Linked DNA regions of Zea mays: regions 2, 3, 4 and 5 are each linked to region 1. Evidence: chromatin contacts called from public Hi-C data. All regions are on one chromosome and are shown on one strand. Each heading gives the region's core, a stretch centred on a gene start, on an enhancer-like site or on the middle of the called end of the contact. The rest is flanking DNA. Distances are from core to core; before and after follow the strand shown. Region 1 holds the start of LOC103634084 (ethylene-responsive transcription factor ERF012). Region 2 holds the start of LOC100272734. Region 3 holds the start of LOC100272589 (Splicing factor 3A subunit 2). Region 4 holds the start of LOC100193783 (Eukaryotic translation initiation factor NCBP). Region 5 holds the start of LOC100502457 (Mitochondrial phosphate carrier protein 3 mitochondrial).

What was found. Hi-C and Micro-C count contacts between places; a contact is called where the count stands out from the background.
Region 2: a Hi-C map of tassel shows a contact between it and region 1, with 1.9 times the contacts expected there. The contact joins the promoter of LOC100272734 here to the promoter of LOC103634084 in region 1. A contact is called at or near these places in 2 of 25 Hi-C or Micro-C datasets (ear and tassel).
Region 3: a contact with region 1 is called in a Hi-C map of leaf, with 5 times the contacts expected there. The contact joins the promoter of LOC100272589 here to the promoter of LOC103634084 in region 1. A contact is called at or near these places in 2 of 25 Hi-C or Micro-C datasets (ear and leaf).
Region 4: a contact with region 1 is called in a Hi-C map of leaf, with 6 times the contacts expected there. The contact joins the promoter of LOC100193783 here to the promoter of LOC103634084 in region 1. A contact is called at or near these places in 9 of 25 Hi-C or Micro-C datasets (bundle sheath, ear, endosperm and 4 more) and 1 of 3 datasets of contacts at active chromatin or transcription factors (leaf).
Region 5: a Hi-C map of endosperm shows a contact between it and region 1, with 2.1 times the contacts expected there. The contact joins the promoter of LOC100502457 here to the promoter of LOC103634084 in region 1. A contact is called at or near these places in 2 of 25 Hi-C or Micro-C datasets (endosperm and tassel).

What each region holds. Positions count from the first base shown.
Region 1 is chr1:37,657,035-37,660,156 of Zm-B73-REFERENCE-NAM-5.0, reverse strand. It overlaps LOC103634084 (ethylene-responsive transcription factor ERF012), which reads left to right and starts at 1,706. Exons shown (of 1, transcript XM_008655705.4): 1 at 1,706-3,083. The coding sequence starts at 1,914. The coding sequence ends at 2,621.
Region 2 is chr1:37,421,968-37,425,089 of Zm-B73-REFERENCE-NAM-5.0, reverse strand. LOC100272734 reads left to right here and starts at 1,541. Exons shown (of 9, transcript NM_001147187.1): 1 at 1,541-2,663. The coding sequence starts at 1,636.
Region 3 is chr1:37,834,060-37,837,181 of Zm-B73-REFERENCE-NAM-5.0, reverse strand. It overlaps LOC100272589 (Splicing factor 3A subunit 2), which reads left to right and starts at 1,497. Exons shown (of 7, transcript NM_001147052.1): 1 at 1,497-1,683; 2 at 1,772-1,941; 3 at 2,737-2,813. The coding sequence starts at 1,532.
Region 4 is chr1:37,502,605-37,505,726 of Zm-B73-REFERENCE-NAM-5.0, reverse strand. It overlaps LOC100193783 (Eukaryotic translation initiation factor NCBP), which reads left to right and starts at 1,475. Exons shown (of 6, transcript NM_001138869.1): 1 at 1,475-1,651; 2 at 1,794-1,886; 3 at 1,972-2,076; 4 at 2,172-2,249. The coding sequence starts at 1,490.
Region 5 is chr1:37,809,964-37,813,085 of Zm-B73-REFERENCE-NAM-5.0, reverse strand. It overlaps LOC100502457 (Mitochondrial phosphate carrier protein 3 mitochondrial), which reads right to left and starts at 1,538. Exons shown (of 6, transcript NM_001196935.1): 1 at 900-1,538; 2 at 440-801; 3 at 307-350. The coding sequence starts at 1,190. It also overlaps the pseudogene LOC103634112.

The sequences.
Region 1 (3,122 bases), core at 457-2,956:
CTTGAGACCTTGAGTGTTTATACGTGCGGTGTTTTATACTGTTGATTATACTATTTACATAGTTAAGTTTAAAATAGAAAATGAGATAGAGTGTGTGATTGAGAGACTGATGGAGGTAGTGTCATTTATTCCGCTGCAGATCTGACACTTCCCTTGTGTATAAAGAAATATATAGATGCCGAGAATGAGAAAGCTTATTGTTCTGGCCTCCTCTGCAGTGTATTCTGCTTTCTGGCAGCTAATCGATCTAGTTTTATGATTTCTAAATAAATATGGCTTTATTATTATTGGGTTTCCGACAGCATCACGGAAGTTGCAGTGCGTGCATGTGATGATCTCCGTTTCTTTTTTCTTTCTCACGCAGAATAATAGTATTCCTGAAACTCCAGTGGCCGGGCTTTGCTGCATTCCTCCGTCCTCCCATATGCCATGTCTACAGCTACTATCTAGGCTGGGCACGTAGGAGTACCTTCTCAAGTAAGAGCAGCTAAAAAGCAAAGTCGGCACAGCTAAAAAGCAAGGGTTATATGTTCTTACCATACGTTGCATGCGCTCACAGTTATCTTAGGGTCCGGGTTTTTCTAATTACTAGCAGCTCTTGCTTTCGACGGTTAGTTGTTATATATCATATAAATATGTATTTAGATATTTATTCAAATATAATTATTGTTTTATTTTGAACACTAAAACATGTTTGGTCTGCTGGTTAGTCTCAAATTTTTGAAGAAGGAGGGTGTGTGTTCAAATGCTCATTCCTAAGAACGTATATGTACGCAAATCCTGCTATGTGACGATCTCCAAAGATTGGATCGGCAAAATTTTTATGAGGTTAGTTTAAATATTAAGGAGTAGTGAGCTTAGGTTATTTTTATAATGACAAAGGTAGATACTTTATATGTAAATTTAAGGGGTTACTTTGAAGTATTTTCATAATGATGAAGGCAGGTAATTCTTTTTTATTTTATTTTATTGAAAAGTTCACATGGTTATTGTGGATCGTGAATAGAATCTGTTGAAGCGATGGATGGGTGTTTCTGATGTGTGTAAAAAGGTACCTACATAATTTATTTATTTTCTCTATCTATCGTGTCTAACGTGGATAATTGAAAAGTACTCTACTATTAGTAACAACAAGAATATATAATCACTGATCCCCGCAAAGTTTTTAACGCATAAATATCTAAAACCCCTATACAACTTATTACCACCACCCTCCCGGCCGGTTGGTTAATAAATAGGAAAAACATTTTCATTCTGACATAGCACGTTCTTTTTACTTTGGTTAAACTTTGAACAATGGTGTCTTCTGAAACATGTCATGTTAGTAACTTTTTAATTTTTATTAGCAAGACAATATCATGATTCTACTACATTTTATAAATATTAATGTAATGACGATCAGTGTTCAAAGTACTGTTTCGTATATCTATCTATGATATCTAAAATAGCGAACGTGTATTTGTTTTTACTACATATACTACCGTGTGTCCGTGTTCGACGAACTCGACCAAGAAGTAAAGCTAGTACAGCACAGATTTGTCCAAGCTCGTATCATGTGAACGATGAAACTAAATTAGAAAAGCGGAGCGCGTCGAGGAAGTACATGCATGCATGTACACTTTAAGGGTGGCATGCATGACACCTAAGCGCGCGCGTCTTCCAAATCGGTAGCCCCAACCCTTTCTCCACAGCTGAGCTAGTGCGTGTGGTGTGACACTGTGTAGGCGCGGCGTTTCATTCCAGTGGCGAGCTCGACGCCGCGCCAGCGCCACTATATATACGATGGAGTCCACTTGCTCACGCATCATCAGCGTCACTCTCCTCCCTTCCTCCCGTTCCCTCCCCGCCCAAGGCACGAACAGCAGGGGGGAGATCTAAGCGCCGCGGCGCACGCCGAACGGCAGTTCATATATATGATGGTGAAGAACCCAAGCAGCAATGGCGTTCTCACGGCGGCGGCCGCCTTTTCCGACAGCAAGGCCATGCGGGAGAGCGGCAAGGCGGCGGCGGCGAGGCCGTACAAGGGGGTGCGGATGCGGAGCTGGGGGTCGTGGGTGTCGGAGATCAGGGCGCCCAACCAGAAGCGCCGGATCTGGCTCGGCTCCTACGCCACTCCCGAGGCCGCGGCGCGCGCCTACGACGCCGCGCTGCTGTGCCTCAAGGGCTCCGACGCCGTCCTCAACTTCCCTTCCTCGTCCGCGTCCTCGACTCACCGGCGTGCTGATGACAGCAGCGGCGGCCGCCCGGACGACGACGACCCGGGTGCCAGCGGCGGCATGTCGCCGAGGTCCATCCAGCGCGCCGCGGCCGCGGCTGCCGCGGCGTTCGGCGACGCCGCCGGCATCGGCGCCAGCGCGACGACGACGCCGACGCCTGCCTCGCTGTCGACGCAGGGCAGCACCGATCACGCCCACCAGGAGCACGCGACGGCATCATCGTCTGCCGCGGACGACAGCACAGGCTCGCCGCCCGGCGGGGAGGAGCTGTGGACGGACCTGGAGGCATTCGCCTCGCCCAAGTCGATGGATCTGATAGACACCGGCGCCGCGCCGTTCCCGTCGTCGGCGTGGGAGGAGCCCGAGGACGACGGCGAGCTGATGAGGCTGTGGAGTTTCTGCTAGGCCTCGCGCTCTCTAAAGATCGATCGCAATGCAGTGAGCGTACATGCATTGCTCCATCTTTTTTCTTGTCGACGACATTGCAAGGAGAGTGCCTAGCTAGGTTCATGCATGCGCAGCTTCCACCAAAGATTCTTTTGTTTTTTTACATAAGATAAAACAAGATAAATATTAATTACCTGTACTCATCTGGACATGGATTGTTGAGCGAGCGAGAGCCGAGAGCATCGGATACTTCTGCTAGATTTGCCTCCATTTTGTTTAAAGATAGAATTATTAGTACAGTTTTCGCGATTGCTTAATCTAATCAGAAAGTGCTCGGAAGGACACGCGCTGTGTCTCTGTCTCCTGAGGCTTCGCGTCTAAGCATTTTGCGGTTCACACTAGCTAGCGCTGTGCTGTACTGCTGCTGGTGTGTATCATAGTTTTTGGTGTTGTAAAGGTGAACGCACACGATGCTTTTGATCCTGCTCGAATCTAGCGCACCCGTCGTGCGTTCTCGTT
Region 2 (3,122 bases), core at 292-2,791, 230 kb after region 1:
ACAATAATGTGTAATATTCTATATTACAGTAACTTATATACAGTTTCTTTACTGATATGTATTTAGTAGATGTGTAGATGATATATACATATATTTAGTTATATGGGGCCTCTATATAAATTTTTGCTTAGGGCCCCCGAAATGTCAGGACCGGCCCTGAATGCGTCCAGTCCTCTCTGCTGGCAGACGGCGTCAGGGTCATCCTGCAGACGACGCACCTGTCCAGTCTGTTGTCAAAGAGTGCGTCCGTGCCATGCAGCGCACTGTGCTTACCATCCCTTGTGCGAGAAGCTTCCCCTGCACGCCGAGACTGTACAAGATCTCGGGTGTCAGGGCGCAAGAAGATTGCTCCAGCAGGAGATATCAGTGGCTACATCCGCTATGTTCCTGGGCTCACATGTCGGGGCTCAGCACTCTGGTACATGCCCCCTTTAGCTATAAAAGGGGAGGCATGCAACGTTACAAGACAGGCTCACTTAGCCCAAGTGATTCTAGACAACTCAATCTCTCATGCAATACATCACACAGTGGAGTAGGGTATTACGCTCCGGCGGCCCGAACCACTCTAAATCCTTGTGTGTTCTTGTATTCTTCCCATTTTTCAACTAACGAGCAAAACACTTAGGCCCCTCCTCATCTTAGGATTTAGGGCGGGTGCACTCCGCCACCCGGCCGGAGATTTCATCTCCGATAGATGCGTTGTCATAGACTGCACGTTGAGTGAGTGACGCATTTCTCAGTTGTTGTCGCTGGCAACGAGGATAGAGGCATCTTCTAGTTCATGACAGCGGCAAATCCAGCCAAAAATATTGTCGAGATCATCAAGAACAACTTTGCTATATTATATAAACTTTTATGAACTTTAACAATGTTTTGCTAAAGGATTTATAAAATTTATCAGGATCTGCTAACCCCGATAAATTTCTCTAAATTCTCCCCTGTTCATGATAGTGGTCCAAAACTCTAGATCCATCATACATCAAGCAAACACTATAGAAGGTCTCGTTGTGGTTTTGAGGATGGACATATCTGCATTTGGTCCAGCCAAGGCTTCAATAATGGCTTGAAGTATGGCAACAATCAGTTTTGCGAGGATCTCTTTAAGCAAGAAAGTGATAAGGGTATTTTTAAACTTTTTAGGGTCTGTTCGTTTTGCACTCAATTCATGTGGATTGAATGAGATTGGATGAGTTTCAATCTCAAACAAATCAAAATCTTCATAATTTTTTTAATATCATTTAATCCACATGGGACAGGAATAACCGAACAAGCCCTTATGTGGTCTCTTCGTTGCGACAAGTCTGGCACGTGAAACCATATCATTAAATTGGTAAAAAAATAAAGATTTTTCCCGATGATAAAATTGTAGGTGCCATCCTAATAGTGGTTTTATTAGGATCAAATGGCAGAAAGTTAAATATCTCCCATACGCTCGGCCACCTCCACCACCTCACCCACCGAAAAACCCAAAAGCCTCAGCCGCGGCCACTTACAAAAAAAAAAACTTCCCCCCGCTTGCCGCTTGCCGTCTCCCCGCGTCCCCAAGCCGAGCTCTCGGCCTCTCGCTTTCGGTGTTCTCCCCTCGATCCTCGCCCCTGCGTTCTCCAGGGCGCCCATGAGCTGAGGCCGCCACCGATGGGCCCGCCCTTCTCAGCGCAGGACCCCGCGCCGTCGCCGTCGGGCGGCTCCGGCTCCGGATCATCCAGGCGCCGCCTCCGCCGGCTCGACCGCCGCAACGCGTCCAAGAACATCAGCTACAACGCCACCAACTACTGCCAGTACCCGCCGTCCCCGCAGGTCGCCTCCGCGCCGGGGTCCGGGCGGGCCTCGCTCGCCGGCTCCCTTGCCTGCTCCATCGACGTCGTCAACAGCTTTCGCATCGGCGGCAACGGCGACGGGGGCAGGGACCTTCGCTTCCTGTGCGAAAGTCTCGGCCTCTCCGGACCCGACGACTTCGCCATCCCGCTGGCCGACTGGGAGGCGCACAAGGCCGTTCGATCCTCCACCTCCGCTTCGGGCTCCCCCAACTCCGCACGCACCAACCACGACTCCCCTCAGCGGGACTCGCCTTTCTGTCAGGTGGGTGCCGAGGAGCCCGCCCAGGCTGCGGACGCCGACCCGGAGCTACTGGCCGGAACGGGAAGGGACGGCCCAATCGAAGCTCCGGAGCGGCCGGCACGCCTGGATCCGCCGCCCGAGTCCACCTTTCCCGATGTGAGGAGGGCAGTTGGGGAGGGAGGAATCAAGGGGGTGCGCCCGCCGCCGGTGCTCAAGCCGCCGCCTTCGATGGCGCTACCAGCTGTCTGCGGCGTGGGATCCACGTGGGATATCTTGCGGTCCTTCGCGCCGGATGAGAAAGAGGACGCTCCCGCGAGCAGAACTGTCCGTCGTTTTGGACACCGGGCTGCAGAGGAGAAGGATGACGACGAGGATGGGGCGGTATTGTTAATGTTGGACGATCTCAGGCTGGAGGAGTCGTCCGAGGGCTTTACTGGCACTTCTTCACTATCAACAACCAACGATGACGAGACCTCAAGCACCACCACTGAATCCATGTTCTATATCTCACCGAACGGGAGGTTTAGGAGGAGGATCCGGTCATGGAACCGAGGGATGCTCCTGGGTAGTGGCTCGTTTGGGACAGTCTACGAGGGCATCAGCGAGTAAGTGCTCTAAATTTGAAATTCAGTTGCTCTTCCATGCTGTTTAGTTGCTTGGAATAATCAATCTAACTGCTATGCACTGTCCATATACTCCATAGCGTAGTGTAAAGTGCAGCTAGAAGCCTCAACTAATGTGGGTTTCACAAAACTGATTCTATTGCTGATTAGAGCTTACTGGCTCCATTTCTAAATGTTAGACACTAAGCACAATCTTCTAGTAAGTAGCAATTGATTTGATGTAGCCTTCTATAGCTAAACCAACATGATCCTAAGTAATAACTAATAAGCTTTCAGATCTCAACTAAAATCATTCAACTGCAATTCAATGAACCATTTCCTCAATCATACATGGGAGCATGACATCTTAGTGTACCAAAATGTTGCACTCATGACTTCTAGATCAGCAGAGAATATTGGTAATCACTCAAAATTTTCTGTTCGTTTAGAACCTTGGTTCTG
Region 3 (3,122 bases), core at 248-2,747, 180 kb before region 1:
ACTGCTTCACTGAACGAATATTGTCGCCAAGAGTTTGTCGACCATGTCAGAATCGCTATGGACAGATTCTCACTAGAGATCTCTAAAGGTAATGACATTTTTTCTTTTATAAATTAGTACGTGGTATCTACAGTTGTGTAGAATGATTCATTATATTTAAAATTTTCTTTGTATTCTAAACATTAATCTAAAATGTAATTTTTGCCTAGGTTCAATGGAACCTTCATCAATTTTTTCACCCACATAGAATCTCACCATGGAAAGTGGAGCCATTAGATGCATCTAGCTTCACCTCCTATGGTTTTAGGATTGCCTTCATGTTTTGGTAAGGAGTCTCTTAATACTTATCATTAAGAAATATGGTTTATTTAGGCATGTGAAGAGTGACGAGACATTTTTGTTTGGCACATGCATTGACCTCTCCCTCACTCAAGATTCATCACAGCCCATTCGTTTATTTCGCTGTCATGGTTAGTTGTGATACCTAGATACAATATAACATAGATTTAACTAATCACAAAATGAATTAATATTAATGTTGAAGAACCCACTTACTACTAATTTAGAATTTACAGGACTATCATAGAAAACAATTACAAACTAGCTCAAGCGCGCCAAGGGCGCGCCCCAAACACTAGTAGCTATAGATCCACGTAGGAACAATTTAGTTAGAATTATCTGGTTTACCTTTATGATTTTTTATTTCTCCAACCAAATTATATAGGCCCTATTTGTTTGGCCTTTTTTTAGTTTCTGGCCACTAAAAGCTGCAGACTGCCGAACGCCTCAGCTTTCCAGTCTGTTTTTGTAAGAATTGCTTTGGTAAAAAACATCCAAAATTAATATGAACACATAATCGGTCGAGTCATCACATTAGTAAGAATACTCCCTCCAGTGCAGTAAAGGTAGTCGTTTAGGACATGATTGTGCATACCAAGGAGTGATTAATTATCATAGAGTTTTCCCTGTTTGCCCCTATTAAATAGGGATATGGGTGCATTAACGTCACTAAAACAAGCAAGCTTGATTGGTTGTTGCAGCAGCTCTAAGGCATTCTAGACTGGAGGTCTCAAATTTGATTCCTCTTAAATGCATTTTTTTTTGTGCAATTACTAGGGGCAACAACGTCCAAATCCCAGACCCACGCGTGCTATGACTTCTTTTTGTGCACGCTCGGTCACGCGCAGGATGACTTCTTTTACTGCACTGGAGGGAGTATGTCGCTTTCTATATCCTAAACCCTTCCGACCACTTCATAGTCCTCCGTACGTAATCTCTAATATACTTAGATTCTTTCCATAGTCAGATTTTATTCACAGCCAGAATCCTTTAAACTACTCCATCCTCCTCCGTACGTAATCCCAATTCCCAACATACTCAGATTCTTTACATAGTGAAATTCTATTCACCCCAAATTTTTAGAAAGACTGATAATAAAAAAGCTCAACCAAAGGGCCTTTATTGTTGTGGGCGTACGCGACCAGTGAGGTGCGGTTGGCCAGCCAGCGGCGAGCCAAACCGAGCGTACGCCATGGATCGCGAGTGGGGCTCCAAGCCCGGCAGCGGCGGTGCCGCCTCCGCCCAGAATGAGGCTATTGACCGGCGGGAGCGTCTCCGCCGCCTGGCCCTCGAGACCATCGACCTCGCCAAGGATCCCTATTTCATGCGCAACCACCTCGGCAGGTAACCCGCCCTAAACCCTAGCGTACTCTTCGAACTCGCCCCCGTCTCGATTCGCTTCGATCTATGCGCTGATTCTGATTGTTTGTAGCTATGAGTGCAAGCTGTGCCTGACGCTGCACAACAACGAGGGGAACTACCTAGCCCACACGCAAGGGAAGAGGCACCAGACCAACCTCGCCAAGCGCGCCGCCCGAGAGGCCAAGGATGCGCCCGCGCAGCCCCAGCCCAACAAGCGCAAGCTTGCCCCCCGCAAGTCTGGTGCGTGAAAAAAAAAAGAATTTCCACTCCCCTTTTACCCGCAAAATTGCTGTTGTTAATTAGAATCGTCAATTACCAACTAGGTCTCCTTGTTTACTTTCTGCAGCTGCTTAGATTTTGTATGGTCCAATCAGATAGAAGTATGCTATTACGCATGTGCAGTGTGTTTAGAATGATGAAAAACGAGTTGTTCTTTCCTTTTGTGATTAATGTAAAGTTGAAATCTTGAAGCAAAACTATACCCATATCAAGTTAATCAATGGAATTTAGTTCACCCAATATTGATGCATAGCAAGTGGACCTGGAAGATTATTCAACTTCAACTTTGTTGTGCCCACCTTTCCATGTTTGTTTCTTATAATTTCACTTAATACAGTACATTCCCTTTGGATTGTGTTTTCCACCCTGCATTCTGCTGGAATTGAACTGTTTCCTGCAAAATTTTGGTCAAATGTGTGGGTTCCAAAGGAGGTCTAAGAGTATGAAGAACAAACCTGAACTTGTTGTTTTTTAGTTGCCCGGTAAAAAGCTTTCCTGTTAAGTTAAATTTCTCTGGGTTTCCCTGATACCAAATGGATGCTCTAGGTCATAGGTTCGAAGCAGCCTCTCCGCATTTGCGGAAGAAAGGTTTGCCTCGGTTTATCCCTTCCTCAAACCCATTCATGTAGTGATGTGAGACCCTCTGGCACTTGGTCTGCCCTTATTAGTCTTTTCTGTTTTGTTGTCAAACTTAAGTTATCAACACAGTATTGTCTTGTCAGTTGTTCTCATTAACTTTCTTTCCTCCCTTTGCAGTTAAGATTGGCAGACCCGGGTATAAAGTAACCAAACAATATGATCCTGAGACGAAGCAACACTCGTTTCTCTTTGAGGTCAGTATTCCTTGCATTCACAGTATTTACAAAGTCCTTACCTCACACATGGTTATACATTGAATATTGTAAAATGCAGGAATCTGGTTTAACTTCAATCAGACATATCTACATGTTTTTTGGTGTATTTCTATTTTTTCCATGTAATTTAGAGCACCTAACATTTTTTCATATGTCAATGATCTTTTATTGATTTTAGTTAAGTTACTTCTTGTTTGCATTTTAAAGATCATTTCATGTAGTAGTCTCTTTTTATATATAATAAAGAATGCTTCAGCTCAAATTTTGAAACTAGGGTTCATCTGATCT
Region 4 (3,122 bases), core at 226-2,725, 150 kb after region 1:
TATACTGTGCTGGGTCGGTGCTACCGTTGTACTTGGGGTAGGTCCCTGCCCTGAAGTTGGCGGGCCATGGTGATACTTGCAGGTGCGACGCCAGGGGACTCCGCTCGTCAAGGTAGTTGACACCTTGGAATGCTGTGGTGTGCGGGATGGCGGGTCCGCGTTGAGGAATGAACAGGTCTTCGAATGGCGCACGCTGTTGGAGGGGTGTGCCGTGTTGCAGATCAAGTTGGCCTTCGCGCTGCATGAGCGCAATCTCTTGCTCAAGTTCCTGAGCCCTCTGCTCCTCGTCGCGTATCATCTGGCGCACCTTGGCCTGCGCAGAGACACGTTGGCGCTTGACCTCGATGATCTCTTTCTGCTTCTGGAGGTTGCGGTTCTTGATGCGCAAGGCCCGTAGTTGTAGCTGTTTCTCTGCTGAAACGCCGATGACTTCGCCATCCTTAGTGGCGTCCGCGCCCTCCGGTGGAGCGAAGCCTGGGGGAGGTTGCGGTTGTCCTCTGGAGCTGCAGGTGCGGAGACTGCCTTCGGGTGTAGGTTGTTCATTGCGCTGCCTCTTGTTGAGTGCGTCGTCTTCGCAGGCTTCTTGGTGGGTGGTGTCTGCAAGGGCCTTGCCCTTTTTCTCAGCCAGCAGCGCTGCCTTCGCGGCTTCGTCCACAAATGGGCTGCCTTCGAGCTAGCTCTCTTGGGTGTCATCGTGGGTGGATTTTTCGTAGCACGAACGATGAGCGCCAAATGTTGGAACTTGCTCTCCTGGGCAAGTTGATCCAACGGGGGAATGAAAGCAACATAAATAGGATTTCAACTTGAGATGGCAATAGCTCTGTTAATCCAGCCTCTCAAGGGCACTGTACGGGGGTATTTATAGGTGCCTGAGTGTCCAACGTTTCGATGTAAGGACACATGTACCCTCAGACACCTGCACTATCCCCGGAATATTCCCATAAAGGAGGGTTACAGACTGTCATTCCAGAAAAGGTATTACAAATCGAGCCCGTAACACGCTTCTCCGTGCGGGACCTGTTACAATGGGCTGAATCCCTCATGGGCCTCAAGGCCGAGTGAGGACGTGGGACGGGGCGACGTCGTCGTAGGCCTTCGTCTCGTAGTGTAGGAGGCGAAGGGTGGACCTCGCCGGTTCTTCTGCTTCCGTTGGCACAGCGAGAAAAACGAAGGCTGGAACGAAGGGTAGCGTCTTTGCCTTCGCCCCAACACCCTCTAAAGACATGCTTAAGATTTCAAAAACTTTTGTTATATATGTGCATCTATATATATACACATTGTAGCAAAATTTAAGACTCAAACCTAATCTATACAATTTCATATAAAAACAAGAAATTTCAGCTACAAAAGGCCCATTCCGAAGGCCCAAGACTCCTTACACTCTCCTTTTGTCACCTTCTCTTCGTTCCCCTCCTCGGCTCCTCGCGATCCTTCTTTACTGCCCGAGAGTTCTGACTAGCCACATCCAGTCAAGCAGTAAAGGCGCACCATGGAGGCGGCGGCGGAGAATAAGGAGGCCGAGCAGGAGCAGCAGCAGCTACCGCACGCGCGGAAGGATAACGCGCCCGCCGCCGCCGAGGAAGACGAAGCGGATTCGGAGGAGACCGAGCGCCGCAACCGCGACCTCAAGTCCGGCCTTCACCCCCTTAGGGTAAGACTCCACCACAGCTAGATCTGTCACACGCCTCAACTAGCTGGTGACTATGCACCTTCATCTGCGTTGTGCGTGGTAGATTGATTGGTGGGATTGTATAAGTCGATTTGACTCGTGAATTTTGGCTGCCTGTCTGCAGCACAAACTCGTGCTCTGGTACACTCGCCGGACGCCTGGAGCGAGGTCGCAGTCGTACGAGGACAACATCAAGAAGATCATCGATTTCAGCACAGTGTGTCTCTCGGATGGCTGTAGTTGATGGGGGAGATTCCTAACTTCAGTTCAGCTGACTGCTGTTTCCTTTTGAATACTTGAAGGTCGAATCGTTCTGGGTTTGCTACTGCCACCTTGCGCGCCCTTCTTCCCTGCCGAGCCCCACTGACCTTCATCTCTTCAAGGATGGCATCCGTCCCCTCTGGGAGGTATTGTTCTGAATGTGGCATTCTCTGTCGTCTCTCTGTCTACATGTACGATGTCTGTCCATGTTGCAAATGGTTAATGGTTTTTAATTGGCCAGGATCCTGCAAACCAGAATGGTGGCAAGTGGATAATTAGATTCAAAAAGGCAGTTTCAGGTCGATTTTGGGAGGATTTGGTAAGTGAACTTGTACTATCAATGTATGTGCTTTTACTAGATTGTTTGCTGCCGTTTGTCATATTTTGGTTGAATCCAAACTCATCCATTACTTGAGCCCCTACTATATGATGATATAGTCACATAGGCCTGTTACCATATGCAAAATGATCTCAGCTTATTATGAGGTCGTCCACCTTGGTAGCATCCTATCGTCTTTTGTGTTGATTCACTCTTAGATGGGCAAGTTATCATATGGAATGCCATGGTGATAAACCAACCCATTCTTTCATGTATTGTATGCCAATCAAGATTGTGCTAGTTCTTTATACATTGGAATGGGTTAGTAGTTACTCCTCATGTGTCATGACCAACATGCAGATAAGAAATGAGGGACATGATTATGCCATTAGAATCATGTGATGGCAAGTTGAACCCATCTTGATGAAACAAAAAACAAGTTGATGGTAGGATTATTTTTATGCAGCGAGACATGTTTTAGTGTGGACAATTTGAAAGTCGAAACTTGTCCCAACCATATTCTCTGCAGTTATATGTTATTATGGTTGAGCTTGCTTGGAGCCATATTTATAGTTTACATGGTTCTACTGAGCCAATTTTCTTCATTATGTTTGTTGTTGCTTAAATTAATTTAACTGAACTACATATTCATTTTTGCCTGAACTTTTGTGCTGTAAGCTTTGATTTGACTGTAATTGTGATTCAGCAATGGCATTGTGAATGCGATTCATTTACGTACCTGCCAATATATATGAAAATAATATCAAATGTTAGTTTGCTTGCCTCCCGAATGTGAACTTAATGACATTACTTGCACACAATGGATGCAAAATGTAGATTGATAGCCACAGTATCTGTGGTTTTTACATGTTT
Region 5 (3,122 bases), core at 289-2,788, 150 kb before region 1:
AGTTTTCATAAACTTACTTTAGCTAAGAGAGGTTAGCTTCTTGGTTTTAAGAAATTGAAAACTCAGTTTCTATAAACCGGGACATAAACTAGTATGTTTGGAACCACCTCAGTTTTCATAAATCAATTTATTAAAAACTGGATGATTCCAAACAGACCCTAAAGTGAATACTAATTTGAGATGTAGTGAGTAGCTAGTTAACTATTAGCTAATTTGCTAAAAGTAGCTAATAGCTGAACTATTAGCTAAGCACCGATAAGCCCTTAACAAGTAACTGTATAAACTAGCAATCCATTTTTGACTTACAGGGAACTTGGCGGCCCCAAAGAGGAAGTAGACCTTTGTAAAGCCTGAAATTTGCACCCAGTGTTAAAAGATTGTTGCTCCCCAAAAACCTTGAACAATAACACAGATCATACAAGACATGCAGTATCTGTACCCAAAGGCACCTTCAGATTGGACAATCTTCGGAAGCCCATCGACCAGGCAGCGAGCAAATCCCGGTTGTGTCTGGACCCGAATTTTGACAGCCTCCATGGGGCAGAGAGCTACATCCGCAATCACCTCAGCGGACGCGGAAGCTGCAAGGTAGATCAAAGTCCTCAACCTTTCAACGTTCTCGGGACCAGAAATGTCAGAGTAGCACTTCTTGAAGAACTCGTAGAACCCAAACTTGCAGGCCCCCTGGCAGCTGTACCCAACCAGTGTGGCCATCCATCCCCTGAACAAGCCACGGGGTCCTTGCTCATGGAGCATGACACCAAAGGCAGATGTAATGTCCCTGTACTTGCTAGGATCCACCTGAGTGAAGGGACATTGAAGCAGGCAGCAGCTGTGTTAGTCATTGAGACATGGACAAGGAGAACAAGCGAAGGAACCTATCGCTGACAGTGACGGACCTGCATGTTGCACTTGACGAGGTCGAGCGGCGTTACAGCGAGGTGAGTGAGGCCGGTGCTGAGAACGCCGCCGAGGGCGCAGGTAGCGTAGAACAGCGGCGTGTGCATCTCTATAACCTCTCCTTTCCCCTCCGCCTCCCCGACCGCCGCTCCAGCTGCCTTCCCGCATCGGACGCGGAAGGCCGCCTCCCACCCCCTCCCGAGTTGCTGGGTGCTGGCGACCAGCGCGGCAAGGACACGGTCGAGGGGCAGCGGGATCGAGGAGCACCCCACCTTGTCGCGGCTCGTCATCTTTGAGGCACGGGAGTAGCTGGGTTTTCGACGGGAGGGCGTGGGCGTGGGCCTCGCCCTCGCGCATGGTAGGGAGGAGGGAGATGGGGAGGGGGTCGCGGCGAAGGCCGCGTTGGTGCCGCAGCCTGCAGGCGTTGTCCACCTAGCTTACTTAGGTCGGGAGAAGCTGAGAGCTCTCTCCGTCGAGTCCCGACCTGACCGCGCTTGCCGGCGGCCACTGGCGTAAAGTGGCTTGGCCGCTAACGCCGTAACGCGCGGCTGCTGTTTTTCCAGTGGGTGTGTGCGGATGGCGTGGGGGCAGTGCCGCGGGGCACGGCAAAAGAGCCCAGCGCTGGCCGCCGCCGGGACGGTAGGGGCGCGTAGAGAAGAGCGTGCCGGGGGTGATTTTGGCATAGCCGGGCTATTTTTTTTTTCTCCGCGGTCCGCGCCGGAGAAAAAGATGCGACGCATGGCGAAAACCAGGAGGAAACACACTGAATTTTGTGGACAAACGAAGCATGCCTCGCAGTCATATGCCAGACCTTCCGGCGCGTCACACGTGGTTCGAGTGCATGGGAACCACATGGTTTGAAACTTCGAAATCTGGATCATGTGATGTTTCACGTGCTTTGAATCTTGCAGTACGGCTTCCATTCTTGTTTTCCATTTGGGCCGATAATTCTGTTGATTTGTTGATTTTGAATTTTTGACTACGGATACTGATGCTGGCAGCTGAAATCCCAGGTAGCATAAATGGCTAATCAAAGCGACGCATATGCAGCTATGCAGTGATGTACTCCCTCCATATGGAATAGAAGTCGTTTAGGATATAATTATGCGTGATTAATTAGGTTACATTTATCAAGCTTGTCCATATTAAACAGCACTGTAGCTATACTGTGGATACAAAAATGATGCAACTTGAATTGTTATTGCAGACGGTTAAAGGCAGCAGGGACATGAGGTCCTAGGATTGGTTTCCTCATTGCTCAGCAATTTTTTTTTTGCGATATGTTGGGTTCGGCACAAAGAGTTGGAGGGTAAAGCCGTCCAAAATGGAGTACTTACATCTAAAACGACATACTTTGCCTATCTCTAGCTACCCCTTCAAAATGACTTTATTTTAATATTGAGGTAGAGGAGTTAGAATCTACCGGTGTCAGGTGTGGGTGTGTGGTGACTAGAGTTTTGGGAGCAGAAATTGTTGGCTTCCATGTCAATCCTACCCGTAGTTATTATAGTGTCTGTGATTGGGGCCTCAACCAAAATGGATGGGATTGCGCTCCTCATCAAGACATCTAAAGTCTTAAAAGACGCTAGTAATCGAGGCCTCCTCCGCGTTTCCGCCAGTGCCAACCTGTGCGCGTGCGACACCTATACCGGACCCGAAATTTTATCTTCAATCGACCTATGGACGTTTCGTGCTCCTCTCTCTCCTACGCCGCCGGCTCACTGCCGCCTCTTCTCACTCCCACGTCATGCCCACTGCCGCACACCTGCCTCCTCCAGATCTCGCCGCGACCTACATCCCCGGCGTCGCGGCCGGCTCCACTAGCCCAGGCCTTCGACCATCGTCTTCCTCCGCCGCGCACTCCATCTCGCCATGTCGCCCGTATGGGCGTATGGACCGAGCACTTTCTTTTCCTCCTGTCTCCGCTCGGCCACCTTCGCCGCTGCTTCGCTCCATCCGCGCCAACCCCAGAACCACCCCTCGCGTGCCTGGCCTTCTGCACTGCTCTGTCCACCGACCCACCACCACCTCCTCCTACTAAGGTTAGGGCACTCGTCGCAGGCCCCGTTGCGCTCGGCTCAGTGCGGAGGCCGTCGCGGGCCGTCGTTATGTGCCTTCGCCGCCGCGCGATCCAAATGCTCCTGGACGTCTCCTTCGCCTACGCGCTGGATGTATTGTTCCTCGAATCGCCCTCGTTAAGTCCGGGAAGGCCGAGGTGGATC